3 separate regions of the Sus scrofa genome follow, and all the other regions are linked to region 2. The links are chromatin contacts, called in public Hi-C and HiChIP or PLAC-seq maps. All regions are on one chromosome and are shown on one strand. Each heading gives the region's core, a stretch centred on a gene start, on an enhancer-like site or on the middle of the called end of the contact. The rest is flanking DNA. Distances are from core to core; before and after follow the strand shown.

Region 1 (2,873 bases), core at 124-2,623, 740 kb before region 2:
AGGAGCTCTGTGCAGAGCACTCTGGGTAATAAGTCGAGTCTGGGTTAACAGAGGAGCCTGGCATGGAGATGGGAGACAAAGTCAGAACCTTCAGAGCTAGAAAGAATCCAGAGCCTTCAAGCCTAAGGTGTGCAGCCTGGAACACACCCTCCCCTCTCTGATTACCTCTGCTTTGGTCTCTTCTCTCCTCAATTCATTCTGTTGTCTTGGATTTGGCTCCAGGCCCTTTCCTGGGTGCTTCTTGCCATAGAAAAGCTGCAGGCCTCAGGAGAAAGGGAAAGAGAATTAAAAGGAGGGCACCCAGAGTGAATAAACCCTTTAAGGGTTTATTCTCTATGCTCTGTCTTCCCACAAACTTACTGGACAGATGTTTCTTGCCTGCACGGTGGGCAGTCAACATGGCCAGGGTGTCCAGTACCGGTCGGTGAGGACAGATGGCACAAGCAAAGCTAGAGAGGAGGAGAGAAGATAATTGGTTCCTGGGGAGTGGAGTCTCTGCCATAGGTTCCACCACAGCCTAGAACTCCTTTCCAAAGCCCAAATCCCAAGTCTCCCAGTCTCCACCACCAACATCCCTGTTACTCACTCCCCGCCAAAGATTCCTTGTTCTTTCCAATCTGCTTAATAACAAAAGTTTGTTGAGCCTCTAACCGCAGAACCCCCAGGCTTGATCCACTCCTAGTCCTCACCGTCCATCCCGTAGCATCAACGCCTCATCCTCTGGGATGTAACTCGCCAGCAGGTCCCCGACTCTCCGTTTCTGCAGGGAACAAGGGAAGAAATGAGGACGGGGTCAGCTGGATATGAGGGAGGAACAAAAAGGAAATGACAAGGACGAGGACTCAAAGGGAATAAAGGCCACAAGAAGGGTAGAGATCTGGGCTGAAGAAGGGGTGTCGGCCCAGTTCCAATCGTCTGGCTTCCTCCGCCCCCCTCCCCCGAGTTGTTGCCACAGCAACAAAACAGCTCCCTCACAGCCTTCAGACGGCAACTGAAGCTGCTCCAGATGCTCTCCTCTCGCGCTTACTTTGAGCACATTGAGTTGACTCCAATCGTCCCCTTCCCTCTTGAAAGACATCACGACTGTGAGAGCCCCAGAAATATAAGTTTTATCGCGCCGCGTTCGCCACTCCTTTCAGGCCACCGTAGCAAGAGTGGGACGTCTCCTTTCTTTCCTGTCTCTTTCCGGTTGGCCCCCTTACTTCCGGGATGCGCTTCCACGCATGCGCCGCGCGATCCCGAAAACCCGCCTCTAGCCCATAGAGGGGACTGCATTTCCTATGGTGCTCTGCGACCCCGCCGGCGCGGAGCCTTTTGGGAAATGAAGTCTTTTTTCAAAGAGCTTGCCGCCCTGCCCGATTCAGGCCCTTGCATCTTGGCAGATTAGAGGCGTTTGGAGAAAGAGGAACCTAGCTGTGGATCCCGAGTTTGAGAGTGTGACTGATTTGATGCGGAGCGTACCTTTGAGGATCTCTCAGGGGAAAGTGTGCTACAGATTCTCGCGGTCATCACGCCCTTCGCCTGAGGCCACAGCCCACCTGGAGTGGGCCTGATTAGTTCCCGACCCTAGCGACCAAGCCCGGGACGCGCGGAATCGGGGTTGGGGGCTGGGAGGTCTGGCGGACCGACCTGGGGGCAAACTCTGTAGTGTAGAGGAGGGTGTCTAGTGGTCAAAGGTCAGAGGTCAATGTCGCGAGTTGTGGGGGATCGAAAGTCGGAGGGGTACTAAGGAGAAACTCAGGTAGGGACTGAACAGTCAGGTTACAGGTTTGTGGGAAAAGGCCTTGGAAGGCGGGGAAGCCAGGAGTCAGAGGTCGCCTAGTGGGGGGAAGGCGGAGAGACTTAGGAGAGAACACAGAAAGGGAAAGGAATCCTCCAGATTTTCATTCCCAGACCCCGGGCCTGTCACTATCGGTCACTTGGCCGGGCCTCCCGCAGTTGCAACTCCAGTTGTCCGCAGGGTGAGGAGATGGCCTCTCCCTCTAGACAGGCCCCCCTCGGGGGGTCAGGACTGCTTCAAGGGAGCCGGGCTCGTTCTTATGGAAGCCTTGTGCAGTCTGCCTGCTCCCCGGTGAGGGAAAGACGCCTGGAGCATCAGTTGGCGCCCGGAGACACCCTGGCTGGACTAGCACTCAAATACGGGGTGACGGTGAGTCTTCCAGGATTGGGACGCAGACACTCAGAAAAGATTTATTCCTCATGAGGATATAGTGGCCCTCTGGGCAACTTCACCTGAAATTTTCCTAATTGTGTCTAAATTAGTTAATTGTGATAAATTAATTGACAAGGGTCCCATCTCGTGTTGCACTGTCTGGTTGAGACAAATCCTGTCTCAATATCCCGGTGGAGGTGAGCAGCTCTTATTTATTATACCAGTCACTATACTAAAGACTTTACATCCATTAGCGCATCTGATCGTCACATCCCTATCAAGCATACAATTATTATACCCTTTTTATAGGTGAAGAAACTGAGACTTAGATTGGTTAACCAATTTGACCAAGGTCAAATAACTAGTAAGTGCTGGAGTGAATATTCAAACAAATCTATCTTACTCCAAAGCCCATACCCTTTTGTTTTATTTTGTTTTGGCCAGGGATTGGCCAGGAAGTTCCTGGGCTAGGTATTGAACCCTCACCACAACAGAGACACAGCAGTGATGCCACCAGACCCTCAACCCACTGAGCCACCAGGGAACTCCAAAGCCCCTACAATTAACCACATAGAAATGTTTTAAATGAGAATGTTGAAACATTTATGGGAAATAATGAAGAGCTGGTTTTTAGTTCTAAGTTCCTTAAGTGCCTGTCTCTTGTTCTTTTTTCCTCTTCAGTGCTCTGCCTCCTTTTCAGAAAGGTAGCCTTGTTGGTACA
Region 2 (2,700 bases), core at 125-2,624:
GATGGAACCTGCATCCTCATGGATCCTAGTCGGGTTCATTAACTGCTGAGCCACGAAGGGAACTCCAAGAATGCAGGTAATTTTTTTAAAGGGAGTTAATATCAATTCAATGTCTAGTATGAGCCAGGTACCATGCAAGCCTCTGTGGAACCACCCATAAATAAGATAGGTTTGACACCTGTTTTTAAGTCAGAAGATGCTGCGGGAACAGCTCAAAGGAGAGATAAGAGTTGTCTTATCCCTATTTCTTCTGGCCTGCTAGGCCCAGAAGCAAGACAAAAGAGTCTTGAGCACTAGCCAGGATGCTCCCACCCTCTCAACCTTATTGAGAGAGGATTTGCATGATGACATCCCATGTATATCTATATAATCTATTCCTTTAGCTCCTTTCCAGAATTTCCCAGAAAAATGTAAAACTCTTATGTGGATGTACATATATGCGTTGCCATAAATCATTTCCAGGAAGGAAAGGAAGCCTGGCTCTCTTTGAACAATTTCTATAGTTTTTTATTACTGTCTCAACAATATTTCACTTTCCCATCCTAGCACTTTTGCCTAAACTTCCTCCTAAGGATTAACCCCATCCCCACTTCAAATGATCTTATAATACCTCTTCCCCTACTTTCTTTCATTCTAATATGCATCTCCTGCCCCTTCCCTTCCCCCAGCCTGAGGAAAAGACACCACTGAGGTTCATTTTCAGAAAAATAAATAGAGGAAGTATGACATAAAAGGAACTGAGTAACTGGCAAAGTGTGGTGGTGGTGTCATTTTCCTTCAACTCCATCCCTCTAATTGTTTTTTACAAACAATTTTAACTCCCAATTTTAACTAAAAATCCCCTTTCTTATCATTGCTCTCCAGGCTTCTTTTGCTTCTGATTTTCTTGTCATTACAGATGAAAGATTCATTAGCGATACACTGAATTACATGTTCCTATACTAGCCCGTTCAAAGAGCTCCTACTTTTAAGTCTAACCTTCATCTCTTAGGCAGTAGCTCTAGCCCATTTCCTCTCATTCAAGTAAGAACAATACCCGTCCCTATCTCCCTGCACCCTCTATCCTGTGCTTTCTTTACATCTGTCCTTTAGCTTCCAACAGGATCTTCCCCCCTCTGCAGCTCTTCAAAGAGAGGTAGGATTGCTACCACCCTTCCCCACAAAATAACGAAATCACGAAAGCGACCAGGACCGAGCTGAACCGAGGAACCCCCAGGTCCAGCCCACTGGTTTAACCCGCCGGAACCACTCCCAGGGCCGAGGTCCAGGGCTAGGAGGGCAGGACTACAAGTCCCGGCAGGTAGTGCGGCCACGCGTCCACCCCCGCAGCTCCGCCTCCGCGGATTCTCCATTGGCCTCCAGGGGGTGGGGATTAGATGGGAGGTGGCCATGGGGCTGCGGATGGGGTTTGTCCCCTTTTCGGCTTCCGTAGAGGAAGTCGCGGGGACCTGCATCTGGGGTTTCGGTGCCCCCCCCTTCCCGGGGGTCCGGGGGTGACATTGCACCGCGCCCCTTACGGGGTCGCGTCGCCAACGAACGCGGACACTCTAGTTGGCGTGCTCCTCCCCTTCGCCTCTCTTAGCCAGGCCTCCACCCCGCCCCCAGCTGCCCAGCCATGGGGGCCGCAGTGTTTTTTGGATGCACTTTCGTCGCTTTCGGTCCAGCCTTTGCGCTTTTCTTGATCACTGTGGCCGGAGACCCGCTTCGTGTCATCATCCTAGTCGCTGGGTGAGTTAGGGGGCTGGGGAGACGCGGGAGGACGCCGGAGAGAGAGATCCGAAAGGGGCTTGAGGAACTGGGGCGAGGCTGGGAGCCTGAGTTGGGGGAAGACAAGTCGGAGGTGAAGATTGAAGAGGGTCGAGTCAGGGGCCTTGGTGATTTGCCCTTTCCCGCAGTTGGTTTCCGCCTTCCAGGGATCGCAGAGATTCCTCCTATACTCCTCCCGGCGACGTCAGAGGAGGCCCAAGGCCAGGACTCGTGAGGGGGCTGTGCTGACTTCGGCCGGCCCTAAGGGAGTATCCAGGAATGGATACCTCGCCCTTCTGTGTGCCTACACCTTGGCTCTCAACGTTTTGAAGACTCTTTAATGAGATTTCTACCCCTTCCCTGCGCTAGATCCCTACAAACTCCCTTGGTGGAGACACCTATCCAGTCTCCTCACTGTCTCCCTGACCATCCGGAAGTGTAACTTCCACTTTTTATACTACAGCCTTGGTTGGCTCCCCTCTTTGATTTGTCTGGGTGCCCCCTGCCCTTGCCTGCCTGATTGCCCTTGTCTTTCCTCAGGGCATTTTTCTGGCTGGTCTCCTTGCTCTTGGCCTCTGTAGTCTGGTTCATCTTGGTCCATGTGACCGACCGGTCAGATGCCCGGCTCCAGTATGGCCTCCTGATTTTTGGTGCTGCAGTTTCTGTCCTTCTACAGGAGGTGTTCCGCTTTGCCTACTACAAGCTGCTTAAGTAAGAAGATGGGATGGTATGGAGGGGAGAAGGGCAGAGGATTGAACTCTAAGTGGGGCAGCCCTGGGTGGTGGTTTGGATGAGGAGGCACCAAGGGAAGACATTTAGAGGGAAAGGAGATTCCTGCCCTCCCTCATGTTTCCCCTACCCCACCCACCCCACCCCAGGAAGGCAGATGAGGGGTTAGCATCGCTGAGTGAGGACGGAAGATCACCCATCTCCATCCGGCAGATGGCCTATGGT
Region 3 (2,787 bases), core at 228-2,727, 570 kb before region 2:
AGTCCTCTGAGGAATCATTTTAAAAGACTGGTGGGACTTTGGGAAAGCCTGGCATCTAGGAAAACTGCCTGAGAAAAAGGGTTTAGAAAGTAAAAGGTTTGAACCAAGTAGGACAGACATGGGGCGGGAGTAGAGAGCTTACTCAAAGTTTAGCCAGGGCCCAAAGAGGAGACACTGGAACCCTGCTGGAAAAGGGAATCTGGGGAAGGCACGTAAGAAAGGTAGAGAGAGGAGTTTCCATTGTGGCACAGTGGTTAACGAATCAACTAGGAATCATGAGGTTGCGGGTTCGATCCCTGCCCTTGCTCAGTGGGTTAAGGATCCGGCGTTGCCGTGAGCTGTGATGTAGGTTGCAGACTCAGCTCGGATCCTGTGTGGCTGTGGTGTAGGCCGGTGGCTACAGCTCCGATTAGACCCCTAGCCTGGGAACCTCCATATGCCATGGGAGTGGCCCTAGAAAAGGCAAAAAAAAAAAAAAAAAAAAAAAAAAAAAAAAGGTAGAGGGAGGAGGTCCTCCTGGGGCTCAGTGGGATCAGTGGCATTTTGGGAGCACTGGCACGCAAGCACAGTGGGCTAAGGATCCAGTGTTGTGACAGCTACAACTGCAGGTTGGATGTGACCTCTGGATATGTTGGATATGCCACAGGGCGGCCAAAAAAGGGGGGAGAAAAGGTAGAGGGAACCGTGGAATTGGGAGATTGAGGGAGGGGCAGTAACAGTAGGGAAGGGGTAGCCGGATATGGTATGCTAATATGATATGCTATTAAAGGAGTTTAGCCTGGGGCAAAGGAATAAAGGGCTAGAGTGGTTGTTGGGAACTGGAAAACCGGGCTAAAGAAGGCTGAAGAGTCCAGGGAATGGACCAACAGGTCTGAATTCCCTAGTGGTAGGTTGGCATGGGCTGGGGCCTCTCACCGCAAAGAGCAAAGGAAATGTTTGGAGGTCAGCTTCTGCCTCCTTCTCCAGAAAGAGCCTTAAGCAAGGGTCTCAAACTGGATTAGTGAGGTCATACATTCTTTCTTAACAGAACTGTCAAAGCCCCTGAACTTGACTAGATAAACTTTGAAACCAGCCACTGTCAGAGGTTCTAATTGTGACAGTATAAAAAGCACCATTTCATTACCGTAAAGAATTCAATTACCTCTACTTAGGGGGCCCTCTCTAAACAAACCCTTAGACACATTTTGGTCACACTCTGTCCTCTGTACGAATCAAGGCCAATTTTGTAGGATAAACATTTTGCATCTTCCTGAAACATTGCTTTTACCAGACTAAGGGAAAAACATTTTACAATATGAATTTAAATACGGATAAACGTGGTCTAGATGGCAAACTCGAACGCATTTTACATTAAAAAGTTGGAGGTTGGCTCCTTCAGAGTCTACTACAGGAGGGTATGTGTACCACTGCGGGTAGGTTTTAAACAGCACTGGGTGGAAACGCTGTGGGTTTTACGGCGGGCTGGGGCGGGGGACGCCCTAGGGGTAGCGGGCTCCGCGCTGGAAGGACAGCGGAATCTCGAGGGCCCGCTGCCTGGGTCGGCCTTGGCGAGGCGCTCGGCCTCGGCGCGCGGCACTTGGAAAGGACTCTCAGGGGCTGCGCCCCCTCCTGCCTCCCAGTAGGGCTGGAGGTGAGAAGTGTGGCAGTCGGTCGCGCAGAGGGAACCGGGGGCTGCAGCCGGGTGCAGGTCGGGGACCGCAGTTGGGGGTGGCCGGGGTGGGGTGGGGCAGGGGCAATACCGCTCTGCGGTCCCCGGTCTGTCCCGCGGTTCCCCAGGGCTACATCTAACCTTTAACGGAGAGACAAGGGGCTGGGAGAGAACCCACACTGCCTGCCCTCATCGGGGGGCTTCTCCCTCGATGCCAGGATGCCAGTGGGCGCGGCTGCAGAACCCGCGCCGCAAGGGCTCGGGTCCCCGGGCCGGGAAGGGGGCGGCGGCAGGCGGCGGGGGCTGGGCGCGGCTGCCCCGCGCGGAGGCCCGGGCCCCTCCGCCCGCCCTTCTCTCCCTTTCCGTCGCCGGGCCGCAGGCCCACGCCCAGTCTCCCGGCTCCTGTGTTGCTCGCGGCCTTTCTTTCCCGGGCTGGCTGGCTGGGCTCGCACTCAGCTCGGCTGGGCTCGGCGGGCGGCGGGCGGAGGAGGAAGGAGGGAGGGAGCGAGCGGGCAGGCGGGCGGGCGGAAGGGGGAGGAGAGGAGCGAGCGGAGCCAGTTCGGAGGGGGCCCGGAGCTCGGACGAGAAGAGAGACGGAGCAGCGGCTCCCGGCCGGGCCAGCTCCGCGACGCCGCCGCCGCCGCCGCCGAGTGAGTCGGGACCCCAGCCCGGGAGCCCGAGGCGCCGCGCGCAGGGGTGGGGCGGGACGAGGCCCGGAAAAGTTGCGAGAACTGGGGGCCGCGCGGACGCGGCTCGGCGGACTGGGCCCGGTGGGGAAGGGAGCGGGCTGAGGAGGGCAGAGGGGCCCGGGGGCACACCCTCGGGCGGCCGGGCGCGGGGCGCCGCCGCGGGCTCGGGGCCTCTGCCCGGCGCGCTCATGGCGGCCGGCCTGGGGAGGGCGGGCCGGAGCGCCTCGCGGGAGCGGCCGGGCCCCCAGCGCCGCCCGAGGGCAGACTGGCCGGGCGCCTGGGCGCGCCGCCCGGAGCCCGGAGGAGCCCTCCTGGGCAACAGGTATGGAACAGGAGGTGGGGCCGCGGGGCCGCTAGCGGACGGCGGAGCCCCTTTGTTGGAAAGTAGAGAAGCCCGGGGATCACTTGCGCGAGAGCCCTCTGCCTGGCAGCCGGCCCGCGCGGCGTGGC

The links. A called contact is a pair of places that touch in the nucleus more often than the background predicts. HiChIP or PLAC-seq counts read pairs in DNA pulled down with a chosen protein or histone mark.
Region 1: a Hi-C map of heart right ventricle shows a contact between it and region 2, with 4 times the contacts expected there. The contact joins the promoter of LYSMD1 here to the promoter of APH1A in region 2. A contact is called at or near these places in 1 of 5 promoter capture datasets (fetal liver) and 1 of 47 Hi-C or Micro-C datasets (heart right ventricle).
Region 3: an H3K27ac HiChIP or PLAC-seq map of alveolar macrophages shows a contact between it and region 2. The contact joins the promoter of CERS2 here to the promoter of APH1A in region 2. A contact is called at or near these places in 2 of 5 promoter capture datasets (fetal skeletal muscle and liver) and 2 of 2 datasets of contacts at active chromatin or transcription factors (alveolar macrophages and skeletal muscle).

What each region holds. Positions count from the first base shown.
Region 1 is chr4:98,081,178-98,084,050 of Sscrofa11.1, forward strand. It overlaps LYSMD1 (LysM domain containing 1), which reads left to right and starts at 1,374. Exons shown (of 3, transcript NM_001243501.1): 1 at 1,374-2,149. The coding sequence starts at 1,970. SCNM1 (sodium channel modifier 1) reads right to left here and starts at 1,197. Exons shown (of 7, transcript XM_001929657.4): 1 at 1,028-1,197; 2 at 690-760; 3 at 361-449; 4 at 166-263; 5 at 1-57. The coding sequence starts at 1,078.
Region 2 is chr4:98,816,212-98,818,911 of Sscrofa11.1, forward strand. It overlaps APH1A (aph-1 homolog A, gamma-secretase subunit), which reads left to right and starts at 1,375. Exons shown (of 6, transcript NM_001244487.1): 1 at 1,375-1,728; 2 at 2,287-2,457; 3 at 2,625-2,698. The coding sequence starts at 1,616.
Region 3 is chr4:98,249,296-98,252,082 of Sscrofa11.1, forward strand. CERS2 (ceramide synthase 2) reads left to right here and starts at 1,478. Exons shown (of 11, transcript XM_005663490.3): 1 at 1,478-1,630.